Linked DNA regions of Mus musculus: region 1 is linked to region 2. A link is a contact called in public Hi-C data. All regions are on one chromosome and are shown on one strand. Each heading gives the region's core, a stretch centred on a gene start, on an enhancer-like site or on the middle of the called end of the contact. The rest is flanking DNA. Distances are from core to core; before and after follow the strand shown. Region 1 overlaps Rassf5 (Ras association (RalGDS/AF-6) domain family member 5). Region 2 has its middle 17 kb from the start of Il10.

Region 1 (6,397 bases), core at 2,331-4,830, 180 kb before region 2:
TGAATGCATGTGAGCTAATCTTTAAACAACACACGTCAGCATGTGCTTAATGAACGGCTGGCTGAAGCCGCACAGGCTCGGAATACTCCTTCGTGGAGTGTTGATTCAACATCTGCAAGCAGCTGCAGAGATCTGTGGTGTATGGGAAACTTCAGCTTTGCTGCAAGATGACTCTAAGGCCCAGAGCCAGTGTGCCTAGCCCCCTACTCCATCCCTGCTTCAGCCAACTCTGTTGCCTCCTGTCATGGAGGGAGGAGAATAACTCCAGGGAAATGACCAAGCCTTTGGGGATAGCTAATCATTGAGAGTGAAGTTCCGGCAGCCTGTTCTCTGGTACTCTGAGGAAACGCACAGGAAACTGTGGGGTGGTGTTAACTTGACAGAGTAGAATCACCTGGGAGATGATTCAGGCTTACCTGGTGGGGGAAGGGTCGGTATCTTGATTACCTTAGCTAGGACCGGAAGACCCATTACTGGGTGGTGCCATTCTCCAAAGGACCCTGGAGTCTCTGGAGGTCTACACCTTGACTCCTACACCCAGGAGGCAGAAGCAGGTGGATCTCTGTGAGTCTGAACTCAGCCTGGCGTACATAGTGAGTTCCAGGGCATCCACGGCTACCCTGTCTCAATTGATGATGATGATGATGATGAAGATGATGAAGAAGAAGATGATATAGCAAGCTGAGCACTAGTAAGTGTTCATTTATTGCTCTGTTCCTGATTACGGATACAATACACTCACAGCTCCTCAAGCTCCCACACAGTGACTTCTCCTTCATGACAGGCTGTAACCTGGAACTACAAGCCAGAACAAACCCTTTCTTCCTTAAGTCGCTTCTGTCAGGGTGTTTTACCACAGGAGCAGGGAGAAAATACTGCAATGCATAGGAGGTGTGACTTGGGAGGAAGACTGGGTAGAAGTGTATATACCTTCCTTAGTTGGAGAATTACAATGTCACACAACAGACACATCAAGGGCCCAGAGGACAGGAGGCTGCTATGGGCTAAAATTTTCCTAGGTACCACCTAGAGGAGATGGAGCCGACCGAGGGAAGAGAGGTGTGTGTATTCTAGGGAGGGAAATTGTGCAAACCCCACCATGGAGCAAACTGCTACTCAGGGGCACATTGCACAAAGCAAGTCTCACTGCCCCGAGTGCATTGCACAAACACATTTCATTGTGCCACCACTACCCCCGTTCTGTGGCTGCCTCTGTGTTACGAGGGTAGAGGGCAGTAGATGCATAAGATTGTGGCCTCCAAAGCCTAGTGTTTACTACCCGAACCTTCACAGAAGTCTGTCCACTGCCTGTGCTGAGAAAGGAATGAATGAGCTCTAAGGCTGCTTAGCTAATCTAGAATATGTAAATAAGGACAATGAGAAATGAACTTGGTTTAGAGGGATAGGCTTGGGTTTCCTGGGAAACCTCTGGTTAGATTTGATTGATCCGTAAAACACCTTTGAACCTCCTGTCTTACTTTTATAGCATTCTTGAGTGGCAAAATAATTTGATCTCAAATTTATAGAAGGAATCATGATTTAAAGGGTCTCTTGATTCTCTCAAGGTCAAAAAATTAGTAGTGAGAGTCTAAAGCCAAATACATACCCATCCCCCAGGTATCTGAGCAGGAACAAGGCTCTGGGATACCATGATGGACGAGACAGGCGTGATTACTTCACTCCCAGAGCAAGGCCCTCCACGGCTCCTTAGAAAAGCCGAGACCCCCTCCCCTGCAGTCAGTGAGGGATCCGTGGAGGTCCTGAACAAGTGTTGTCTTCTTCACGCCCAGTGCTGATGGGCACAGAAGAAACAGAAGTCAGTCTGGCATGGTCATGAAAGATCTTCCACATAAGAGAGAGGGGAAGCCATCACTGATAGCTTCCAGGGAGGTGGATGGAAGCAAGCGGGATTGTAGATAAACTCCAGATGGCGAGGGTTGACTTTCGATAAGCTCAGCTTCGGTCTGGCTGTGATTCATTTTCTCCAGCTATATATGGTTGTGAGGATGGGGCCCTTCTTCATGTGCTGGCTTGTGGAGGTGTGTGAACTGATACATGCTGGGAACAGTACGAGGCTCACTGTCGTCACCGCCACCATCAATGCGGGGCTGCGGTGATTAGGGAAGCCTTGCCGGGGAAAGCAACTGCAGATGGGCAGACAGGAGTGAGACCATCAAAGTCACAGGCAAGGAGAACACTTGGACACATTTTAGGAGAGTGACTTTTTTTTTTTTAGAACTGAGGTTTGTGTGATTTAGATCAAGCCAAAGCCAGCACTGAGGGTGGACACACTCTCCTCTGCCTCCGCCCACTGTCACTCTGTGAACTTGGCTGGAGATTTCTAGAAGCTACCGGCCTCACTCCTTAGAGGGTCATCCTTAGAGCAGAATAACCAAAATGAAGATTCCCGTTTGTCTCTGATTGCACTGTGGACCTAGCCAGTGTTGCCTTGAAGATAAAATACAGCAAAGTCTGACCTAGCATAAAGCTGTCTGTGCTGGGGTTTTTTTTAAAGATATTTTGACTTTATTTGGTTTTTTGAGATAATAGTTCTGATAGTTCATTATATAGACCAGGCTGCTCTTGAATTTGCAGTGATCCTCCTGCCTCTGCCTCCTAAGTGCTGGGGTTATGGGTGCTTGCCACCACTCCCAACCCACTGAGGGCGTTTTAATAGATATTAGGGAATGGGGGGGGAGGGGATCTGTGCTCTTATGACTGGCACACAGCCTGTCACGTGGTTGTCATGCCTCCACTTTATAACTTCCTTACTGCAGTACCTTCAAGAGCTTACAGTGGTCACAGCCTTTTGTGGCTTAGGACGTTAGACAAGCCAGCTTTTCAGCAGTACCATGGATGAGCCAGGCATGCTGAAAACAGCTTAGCTGCTGCCAGGGATTAGTCAGAGAGAATCAATTCCATGTTGCAAGTCCCAAGATGGGTAAACTCTCGGAGAGACACCTGACAGGATAATACCTAGATTTACTAAATTATAAGAGTTCCCCATTCTGTTTGGACATTGGGGAGCCCCAAGACATAAGCGTGTATCTTCCTGGCTTCTGCCTTGTGTCCATCATTAGAGAGACACGTCCTGCACTGTGAGGGCTTGAGATTGTGTCAGATGAACAGAAACCAGAGCCTGCCTTGTCCTCGGACACAGCGGACTCTGCCTTTTAGGTAAAATGTGGGGCCAGCTTTTATCTGTTGGCCCCAAAATAGTAGCTCTGTAGCTGGATGGAATTGTTGTGAACTCTGCAACATGTTGAAATCATCTAATAGATTTCAAAAATTCTTGTTCCCAGACTACACCCCAGATCAATCCCAGATCACTCTCTAAGGAGAAAGTCCAGGAAACCACATTTTTAGAAAATCCCCAGATGACGCCAATGTGCTTGGAAGTTTTAAGAGTCCATAATCTAGATTCTACGGTGTTTCCCAGGTGGTGGATTTTGAGCTCCTGGACGGGGCTCACTGATTGGCCTACTTTGGAAAGTGATTCATTCCATCTGTAGGTTAGATCTTGCCTGGCAGGTTCAGTGTGGGCAGCAGCCAGACTGAACTGGGTGCTGACATTTGGCGCTGACATTCTATGTGAGCAAGGTTCACAGTGTTGGGCACACACAGGCTGCTGACGCTCCTAGGTAGATGGAGCTCATCGACCGCCCCCCCCCCCCAAGACCAGATCTTCCAATGCTGAGGTCAGGAATGCCATCTTCTGCCTTGGTCTGGAAGGTACCCATGGCTACTTGCATCATTTTCCAGCCTTGTGGAAAGGGAACAGAATAGATCGGTTGATGTAATGAATAAAAAAAGTGGAACAGGAAGAAGAAACCTAAAGCCAAGGCAGCTGTGACTCACTGTGGTCCAAAGTGGGCGTGGAAGCAGGCCTTCAGCAGCCACAACACAGCTGCTTTTTCAACAAGGAAATGGCTGGAACGGAAAACAGAGGTCTTCCAGGGACTTCTAGAGTTTTCCATCACTTAATTCTTTTTTTGTAGATGAATATGAGAATGTCCCAGGAATGACAGTCAGCCTGCCTGAGATGAGTAGAATGAAGGCTAAAACAGCAGCCACCCAGCTACCCATTCTGACTTGAAATGACCAGAGAGCAAGGCAGGGCCATAGCCAGGCACATCTGGTCCATAGAGAGGTATCCAGCATGTGGAGACTGGAAATGGAGAGTCCCAGAAGTGAAGACAAATGAGAGGAATCCGTTTGGAAGCCTCCAGATGAATGAGTCAGGTGAAGACAGCCTGTGAGGCTCACGTGAGTTATGCACTTTAAGCAAACAGGAGATGTCCCAGCAACTATTTTCTCTTGGGCATTCTTCAAGATCAAGTAAGAGGACATACTGGCAGGCCCCTACATCCTGCCAGCTGCCCTCACTCCAGATGTTAGGAGTCCCTCTTTGCCAGCTTCATAGATGATGCAAAACCCACTGGGATGCCTAGAGCTGGACCCACTGATAGGCCAGCTTAGATGAATGTTCCACAGGCCAGGTCTTGTTTTATCATCTGTTCATCCCAGGCCTGCAGTGTTAAAGTTCAGTGACCATTACTGGTGTGGTGGGGTGCTGATCCCGATAGCAGAAGGGGCTGCCCTAGGGTGGCCACATGCTCAGTTGAGAACTTGACTCCATGCTTATATGGACTTCATTCTTGCTCCTACTTGGCTACTCACTAGCAATGGGCTATCAGCATATTTATTTTCTATGTTCATGATCTTACAATAGGAATGCCATAGGTAGTGTGTCAGAGAAGGTATCTGGACCACCAACCCAGTAGTTACCATCAGGAGCTGTGGGTGAAAAGTGCACAGGAGCAGACCATGCAAGAGCCTCGAATGAAAGAGGATGTCGGCTCGTCTCTGTGGAGGGCTGGGAAGGTGGAGCCATACAGACCCAGCAATGCCCACTGCTCTTGGCAGTTTCCTGTGCCCTATAGGATTGGCGAGTGGGAGGAGGAAGTGCTGATGTGCTGTGCGTGTGATGAAGTCCTACAAATGGGCATGCTGAAGGGAAAGGCCAGGCATGAGCTCTGTTGGTGAGCACCCCACTGTGCTTCACTTGGTGGTGGGGACAGTGTGATGTGGAAACCGTTGTAAAATTCTTCAAACCAAACCCCAAGCAGGTATCAGATGCTGTCGAGTCATCCTTCTCTGGGCATCTGCTGTCTGATGTACTAGAGATGATTCCTGACTGCCCAAGTCTGCTGGGTTTCTAAGATCAGAATAATTCTGGGAGAATTTTCACCTACCGGCTCCCTGCACTCCAAGCCACTTTGGGGAGCATTAAGACAAACTGGGAAATGACCCTGAACATGAGGGAAGTCCAGAGAACGGACCTGTGAAAAAGACCTGTGGAGATCTCAGAATCCACCGGTACCATACTGCAAGGGATACTGACCTTAAGTTCCTTCTTCCATTTTCCTGGCGGGTCACAGATAAAGCAGGGAACTCTGTCAGATCGAATCATGTGATGCGGGGAGACCACAGCAGGACAGGTGTGGGATTTCTGGCTTGTTCTGCACATGGGGATGGGGGTATTGAGCTGGTAAATGCAGAGTCCCAGTGTTCTCACCTGGAGAATCAGGAATCAGGAAGTTTGGGTCTGTGAGATGTGGAGATAGCTGAATCCTTAGTGTATAGAGGAGGTGCCTGAATGAACTGTCCCTAACAGTTCATTCACTTGACAAATCATCACATGTTATGAGCAAAGCTTATTGCCAGTGACATGAGCTGACTGGCAGGCGGGATGTGCCCTTGGTCCCTGGCTATCGTTTTTTAGCATGTACTCACTCACACCTTTGTAGCTTATCGCTTCTTGGACACGGACAGGCCACGTCCCACTCACCGAGTTGATGGCCAGTGCCTAGGTATGGGGCATACAGACACTGGTCTCTCAGCCAGTCTGGGCTAGGTATTATTTCCATGTCATAGGTGAGGAAGCTTGAGGCTGAGAGAGATTTGAGTGGCTGGCCTCTTACTGCTCATGCTGGCACTTCTTTCTTAGCCAGAGGGGCATTTGGGAGGTATGCTTACTGCCCTCTGTATCCTGAAAGCCACTGTACACATTGCCACCTGTCTGTTCCAGAATGTCTGTAAGGCAGTGGAGGAGACACAGCACCCGCCCACGATACAGGAGATCAAGCAGAAGATTGACAGCTATAACAGCAGGGAGAAGCACTGCCTGGGCATGAAGCTGGTAAGCAGAGCCTGTCCATCCCTACCCAACATCTTTTCAGCCCTGCCTCCACAGGAACTACGACTCCCTTACAGCTCACTCTCCTTTGTCCAGGCCCAGCTTTCTGTGACCTCAGGGATCCAGAGAAATGGAATGGGCTCTAGAATAGACTCCAGATACAACCTCTGTTCCATTCACTCTCTGGCTACTTTGGCA
Region 2 (6,692 bases), core at 1,216-3,715:
GCAACAACAATCATGTCTATGGACATCTGTTCTTTTCATTAACTTACCCTCTAAAACCTCCCTTTGTCTAGGCTTTTTGGTTCCTCATGGGCCTCACTTCTTTGTGACACAGCTTGGAAAACACACTGGCCTGTATGGCTCTTAGTCACCTTTTCGACCATGGAGTTGCCAGCTTAGGTAATGGTAATCACATGATCACATGTGTCTGGCATAGTGTGTACTCGTGTGTGTGTGTGTCTGTGTATGTGTGTGTGAGTGTGTGAATGTATTTGCACGCATGTGTGTGCTGTGTGGCTGATTGGAACACTGCTGTGACTAAGTGCAGCCAGCTGCCTGGCACTACATGTGTGATGCATTCTGAGGCTCTGGAGCCTCCACTGAAGGGGCTCTTCCTCCACAGTCCCTGATTTCCCTGACACTTAGCTATTTGTTAACACTACCTATAGAAGTATGAATTAAAGCTCATAGACTCTTAATTCATGATGGAGGCAGAAATGTGGATGCAGATTTGAGCCCCAGATGCTTTAAAACCATGATCCCATTCAGGTTGGTAGCAGAGCGAGCACTTCATCTGAGCAGCTACCCCTGAGCTCCCAAGCTCCACTTTTGGCAACTACCAAACTCCTCCTCTTTCTTTCCTCTTAGCCTCATCTGCTCCCTCAGGATGTTCATCCTCCCCAGGTGGTTTTGAGAACCATTGTCATGAGCTCATGGTCCTTGAAAGCCTTCTACAGGAAGCCACCGTCAGATTCCAGTAAGCTTTGGAAGTTGGAAATAGGTCATCTTAAATCCAAAAGCTATCATCCACACAGATTATTCCCCCCAGTTCAACTCTTATATGAGAAACATAAGGAGTTGTGTAAAGCAGAAACTGAGGAGTCTGGATGAGCCTTAAGACTCGACTGTGGTTCCCTGCACCATCCTTGTCTTTGCTCTGAACCCATTCAGTACAGGCGCCATCTGCTGCTGCTGCCAAAGGTTGGGGTGCTTGTTCCTTCCTTCCACGCAGGAAAACTGTCTCCTGCTTCACTGTTGTTCGATCAACGGAGGGACACATCTTCCAGGCCATCGGGACCTTCTACCCACACTTCCTCTGGGATGTGGAAAGGACTCAAATTCCTGTGTGCCTGGAGTCCCAAGGTTCACAAAGACCTTTGGTGCACACTAAACCAGCCAGCACTCACTGTTTTCCCAGGAGGAAGCAAGGCAGAGTTACCACTGTTCTTTTACAGAGAGGAGAAAGCAGGCTGGCTGGCACGCCCAGGCCAGGATGTCCAGGTTAATACTCAGGACAAATCAAATGCTTTCAGAGCTCTCAGAGTTGGGGGAAGTGTGGGGTTTCTTTTTTAGTTTATTTTTATATCATGCCCCTCTTTTGTTCAGACAAGGAAGCTAGCGAGCAGACTATTAAAAGGACTTATCCCATGGCATGAAAACAAAACAAAACTAAACCAAAACAAAACAAAAAACAAAACCACTGGCTTGGGACCCTCAAGACCAAGTTCTCAGTACAAATGAGATTTATTTCCCTCAGAGGACAGAGGGCAGGGAATAAGAGACACAGACAGGAGATAGAGGATGAAGAAGGAGAAGGGAACAAGGGAGAGAGGGCAGAGATATTTGTCCCAGAGCGACAAAGAACTCTCCTCTCTCTTGAGAGGAGACAGATGTGGCCCATAGGAAAATGGCAGTTTTATAAAGGTCAAAGGGGAAAACCTGTGTTAGGATGAAACATCTGATTTTGATTGGGTGACTAGCTTTAGGAATCAGGGAGAGGGGCAAGGCCTCCAGAGCTATGCTTGCTTGTCACACTGAGCTGCCAGAGTGCCTTGAGGTAGTAATTCACATTTTAATGTTGGGGTTGGGGATTTAGCTCAGTGGTGGCCCTGGGTTTGTTCCTCAGCTCTGGGGGTGAGGGTGGGGAGTGGTGGAAAGACAAAATAACAAATTTTAATGTCTTGACAAATTATTTCACTGCTTTTGACACTGTGGGCCCAACAATTTCTAAAAGATTATAGAATGCCTTATCCTTTCGTTATCCCCAAATAAAAGCCCAACTTCATGACATTTCACCTTCCTCTGATTGCCACCTGCCTGGGAACAAGCCACATGGTCTCTGCTTTGCAATAAAGCAGATGAATTTACCTCCTCCCAGGTAGAAAAAGAGGAACGAAATCCAACCAACCAACTAAAGAAACAAAAGAAAGAAAAACAAAACAAAACAAAACAAAACAACAAAAACCCCTCCACTGCAGACTCAGCAAACACAGGCGATAACCAGCGTTGTTTCCCTGGAGGCAGCCTCCCCCACTTCCCCGAAGAGTTGTATTTTCCATCCTAGCTGTTGCCATTGGCTTATAGCACTATCTATTTTCGGTCTTCACAATGGAATCATACTCTGATACCGGGTTTAGGGCTCTGGCAGGTGTCAAGTGTCATCTCCGGCCTCTGACGTCCGTGACGTCATGACGGCCTCTGAGCTTGCCCCAGTGTCGTCTTCTGATAGGTCAGGTAGCTGGGCAGGAGGAGCCAGAGATTCAGGGTTGGCTTCCTGGCTTTGTTCTTAGCCCGGGGCCTATGCGGGGCAGGCAGAGGGCAAGTAATGGTTGTGTTGCTTAAAGGCTTTCTCTTGAGCTCTGATCTAAGAGGAGGACGACTAGAGCCATCTTTGAGAGCTTTCCCTGTGCTTTCCCCACCCCCCAATTGTGTGGTGCTTATGTATGCAAGACATTTCTGGATAGGGGGCTTTCCCAGGGCTGGTCATATTTACCATGTCATTAGCTCAGTGCCCATTACACTCACTCGTGATCTGATTCTAATCACAGCACCTATGTGTTTGCCTCCACTCCTTCCCTGGTAAGCAAGGTTGAATAGACAGAGCTAACTTGACCCGTGACTTTTTTTGGGGGGGGGGTTCCCCCAAAACCCTTTGTCAGATCTTCAGCTATCAAAGCCTCCATGAGGTTTTCTTTACCCAGAACTCTTACCGGGTGTTCTCTCCCCTGCCTCTTTTTCTTGAGGCACTCCATTTTCTTAAAGGTAACTAGCCAACTAAATCCTTCCCAATAGATTATAATGGCAACCTCTTACCTTCTCAGCTAAGTACTTATAGTTTAACTGGTACTATGTAAACCAATGAACATCCATAGTTGTGTGTGTGTGTGTGTGTGTGTGTGTGTGTGTGTGTGTGTGTGCTAAGATTGGAGGTTAGGGCCTTCCCCAGCTGCATGGATTTACTGCCCTTTCTGATGTGAGTAGTACCTACCAGTCATAGGCAGACACTCATAAATTGCCTCATCTTGGGAATATCCGTGGCTTCTGTAGGCTGAGTCTAAGAAGCCTTTTCTTTGAGAAAGTCTGGGCAACAGTGTAATGCATGGCCTTGGAAATAATATGCAGCCCATCTACCAACTGCCCACCCTCTCACTTAGGAAGAGACGCTAATAATGAGGCAGGTCTGAATTCAATCCTCTTGCCATTTCTTCATTGGAAATGAAGTGACACCTTGGCTATCCCTGTGGGGTTTAATGCCTTCATCTTCCCTCTTTTTAAAGAGCTGTTTCCAGGACAACCTTATGTGTCATATGTTTTTTAGAATAAATAATAAAAAGAAAATGGTAGCTAACCCTCAGAAATTGCCTCATTTTGGGAATATCTGTGGTTTCTGTAGGCGTTTTACTTTTTATTATTATTTAGAATAAATTATTATATTAATAAAATTATTATACAAATAGAATGGTAGCTAACCCTTGAAACTCCTCAGGCATGGGTCTAAATGGTATGTGTATATTAATCCTTTTTATCTTTACCATATTTCTTTTTAAATTGGTTATTTTATTTATTTATATTTCAAATGTTGTCCCCCTTCCCAGTTTTTCCTCCACAAAGCCCCTATCCCCTCTCCCTTCCCCTGCTTCTATGGGGGTGCTGTCCTGCACCTGCCCACTCCCACCTCGCCACCCTAACATTCCTCTACGCTGGGGAATCGAGCCTCCACAGGACCAAGGGCCTCCCTTTCCATTGATGCCAGAAAAGACCATACTCTGCTACATATGCAGCTGGAGCCACAGGTTCCTCTATGTGTACTCTTTGTTTGGTGATTTAGTTTCTGGGAGCTCTGGGGGAGTCTGGTTGGTTGATTTTGTTGTTCTTCCTATGGGGTTGCCAACCCCTTCAGCTCCTCCATTGGGGACCCCATGCTCAGTCTGATGGTTGGCTGTGAGCATCCGCATCTGCATTGGTCAGACTCTGGTAAAGCCTCCGAGGGGACAGCTATACCAGGCCCTCACCATATTTCTAGCAGCAATGTGAGTACCTAGGATGAGTGCATCTTACAGAGGGAGAAACTGAGCTCAGGAAATGTTGTGCATGGCCTGAGAGCATACATCTAGCAAGTGTCAGGGTCAAGATGTGAATCTGAGCAGCATGGCTGTAGATACCCTCTTGTCCCTTAACAGAGTAGATAGAAGGGACACCCTTGGCTTATCACTAGCTAGTGTAAAGTACTTTCTGGTACCCTATATGTAAAACACACAGTGAATGTTAGTTTCCTTTCACAGTGGGATGCTTTAACAGTTCAATGCTTTCACAGTGGGATGATGGGCTTTCAGGGGATGTATTTGTGGGGTAAACATAGGCCACTGACAACCACCTGGCTTGGCTGACCTTTCCTTCAGGTAGGAAAGGCACCTCTTTCCAGCACTAAGACAGCCTGTTCTTAGACATTCTGCAAAGGACATCCTTGGTTTCTGGCACTCCTGTCTCTCCAGCCCAGGAAGAGACTTTTCTATCAGGAACCTAGGGGACATTTTTTTTTTTTAAAGTAACAGAGGGTAGTTAGGGATAGCTACTTTGGGGCAGCTCTGACCCAAACCCTAGAAGGAGAAAGCCATGAATCAGGAGTCATGTAGCAACACAGGGTTTTCCTTCAGGCTACTTTGGTCAATGTGCGTCCGTAGTTCTCTTGAGGGATTCCCTGATGGTTCACTGTGCACTCTGGTAGAACCTTCTGACTCCCCATGTTGCCTGATTCACCCCAGCCCCTCATTACTCAGACTCCATCAAGGTGCTACTGGAGAATTGGATTGGGTCACCACAAGAATGAGTGGGAAGCTGGGCAAAATACTACATCCTTCATCTCTGGGAAGACAGGACCTCCATCCGCCTCCCTCTTCACATCTGAAACCTCAAAATAGGAAAACCATGAAGGCAGGAAGAAATAATTAAAGAATTGTCGGTACTTTTTGAATCTCCAGCTCTACTGAATTAGTCATGGCTGCGGCTTGGGTACTTCTGATAACACCTCCTTGGCCTCCCTAACAGTGTTATTAATCACAGTAGCCAATCACAGGCCCGGGAGGAACATGCTGAGGATGGGAAAGAGGCTAAACACCAGCAAAAACAGCAGGGGCAAGCTTGGTACTCAGTGTGGGTAAAGGTCCCTGAGGTGGAGGATAATATGAGTCATGGTGTTGAAGCTCCAGGCCAGACTTTTAGGTGGGGTGTGGGTCATGATTCTCAGGAAGTTGTTGAACAGCACCCTGAATACCAAGGCCCAGCCAAGTGAACCCTATCACCGTTGCCGTCAGTCAGGTTATCCCCCAATTTGCCACAGATCACTTTGCCTTGGTTGCCAATGCCAAGTTTAAACTCATATGATTGTTTTGCTTCCCCAAGATGCAATATGGAAGTAAAGACTCTGCCATTCTAGATGGGAGGATAAACTGGAATGCCAGCTGACAAGGGCACGGTGCCCAGTAACCACTTAATGGCAGGCTCATTTCACTTTGACTTATCTGTACAGTTTATAGTTTATCATATTCTATCTATACTTCTGTTCCTTGTTCCTCAATACCCACTCTCTGCCTCCCATGTGGCCACTGAGGCTAATACCACTGTGCATTACAAAGTCCTTTTACACAAAACTCTGGTCATTGCTAGACCTTCCCTGGGCCTCTGACACTGTGGTTTGGTCTCAACCATTTTATAGCATCTTGGGGTGGTGGTGGGGGGAGGTCTCCCTTGAAGTAGGAGCATGAGTTTTGTTTCCCTACGAAGAATGTAGCTTCTCAAGTTCAGGAGCTGGGTCCATTGCTTCTTTTGATTCCCATGCCTTACCAGGCCGCCAAGTGAGCAGCTAGGTTCTTGAGACGAGACCTGGAGGGTAGGCAGGGTGTGTGTATGTGTGTGTGGCAATGGAAAGTTACCCAAAGTGATGGGGAAACCAGCTGGGGTGCTTCTGTTTGGGGATTTCCCTGGACCATGTTTCATGACCTGTATCAAGCCTAGCGTTTTGTCAAGCTGTAATCCTTCCAGTGTTCTCCATCTTCCTAACGCATTTCTGTACCTGGTACTCATTTTAATTGACAAAAGAGCTACCAGATGGAGAATATTGGAACATCAGGTGTGTGTGTGTACCCTTTAGGGCAGGATAAAGAAAGGGCCTCCACCGTGCTTTGTGCTTTAAGGATGACTCAAGGTCTCCCCCACCCCATTCTTAATTCTTACACAGTGCCAATTTCAGTGACAAGGGCTATCCTACTGTGGCTGGGCTTCTCCTACAGCTTCTGTGTACCACGCTCAGGCATGGGATATGTCTGTATCAAGCCCAGAAAGTCAGCTGAGGAACTTGAGGGCACACGAAGGCTGATACTACCGTACCTGGCATTTGCAGGTGGGTAGCGGTCCATTGT

Evidence for each region. A called contact is a pair of places that touch in the nucleus more often than the background predicts.
Region 1: a contact with region 2 is called in a Hi-C map of regulatory T cells, with 6 times the contacts expected there. The contact joins two enhancer-like sites. A contact is called at or near these places in 1 of 484 Hi-C or Micro-C datasets (regulatory T cells) and 2 of 115 datasets of contacts at active chromatin or transcription factors (CD8 T cells and effector CD8 T cells).

The regions. Positions count from the first base shown.
Region 1 is chr1:131,181,949-131,188,345 of GRCm38.p6, reverse strand. Rassf5 (Ras association (RalGDS/AF-6) domain family member 5) reads left to right here. Exons shown (of 6, transcript NM_018750.4): 3 at 6,092-6,202. It also overlaps a transcript of Eif2d not described here. Among named protein-coding and RNA genes, the nearest start is that of Eif2d, 32 kb to the right of the region's middle. Within about 2 kb of position 3,580, at least 133 of the 459 cell types and tissues checked have an H3K27ac peak or open chromatin away from gene starts, as enhancers often do. A contact at or near this core is called in effector CD8 T cells and regulatory T cells, where this site is marked.
Region 2 is chr1:130,999,329-131,006,020 of GRCm38.p6, reverse strand. No RefSeq gene overlaps it. Among named protein-coding and RNA genes, the nearest start is that of Il10, 17 kb to the left of the region's middle. Within about 2 kb of position 2,465, at least 32 of the 459 cell types and tissues checked have an H3K27ac peak or open chromatin away from gene starts, as enhancers often do. A contact at or near this core is called in effector CD8 T cells and regulatory T cells, where this site is marked.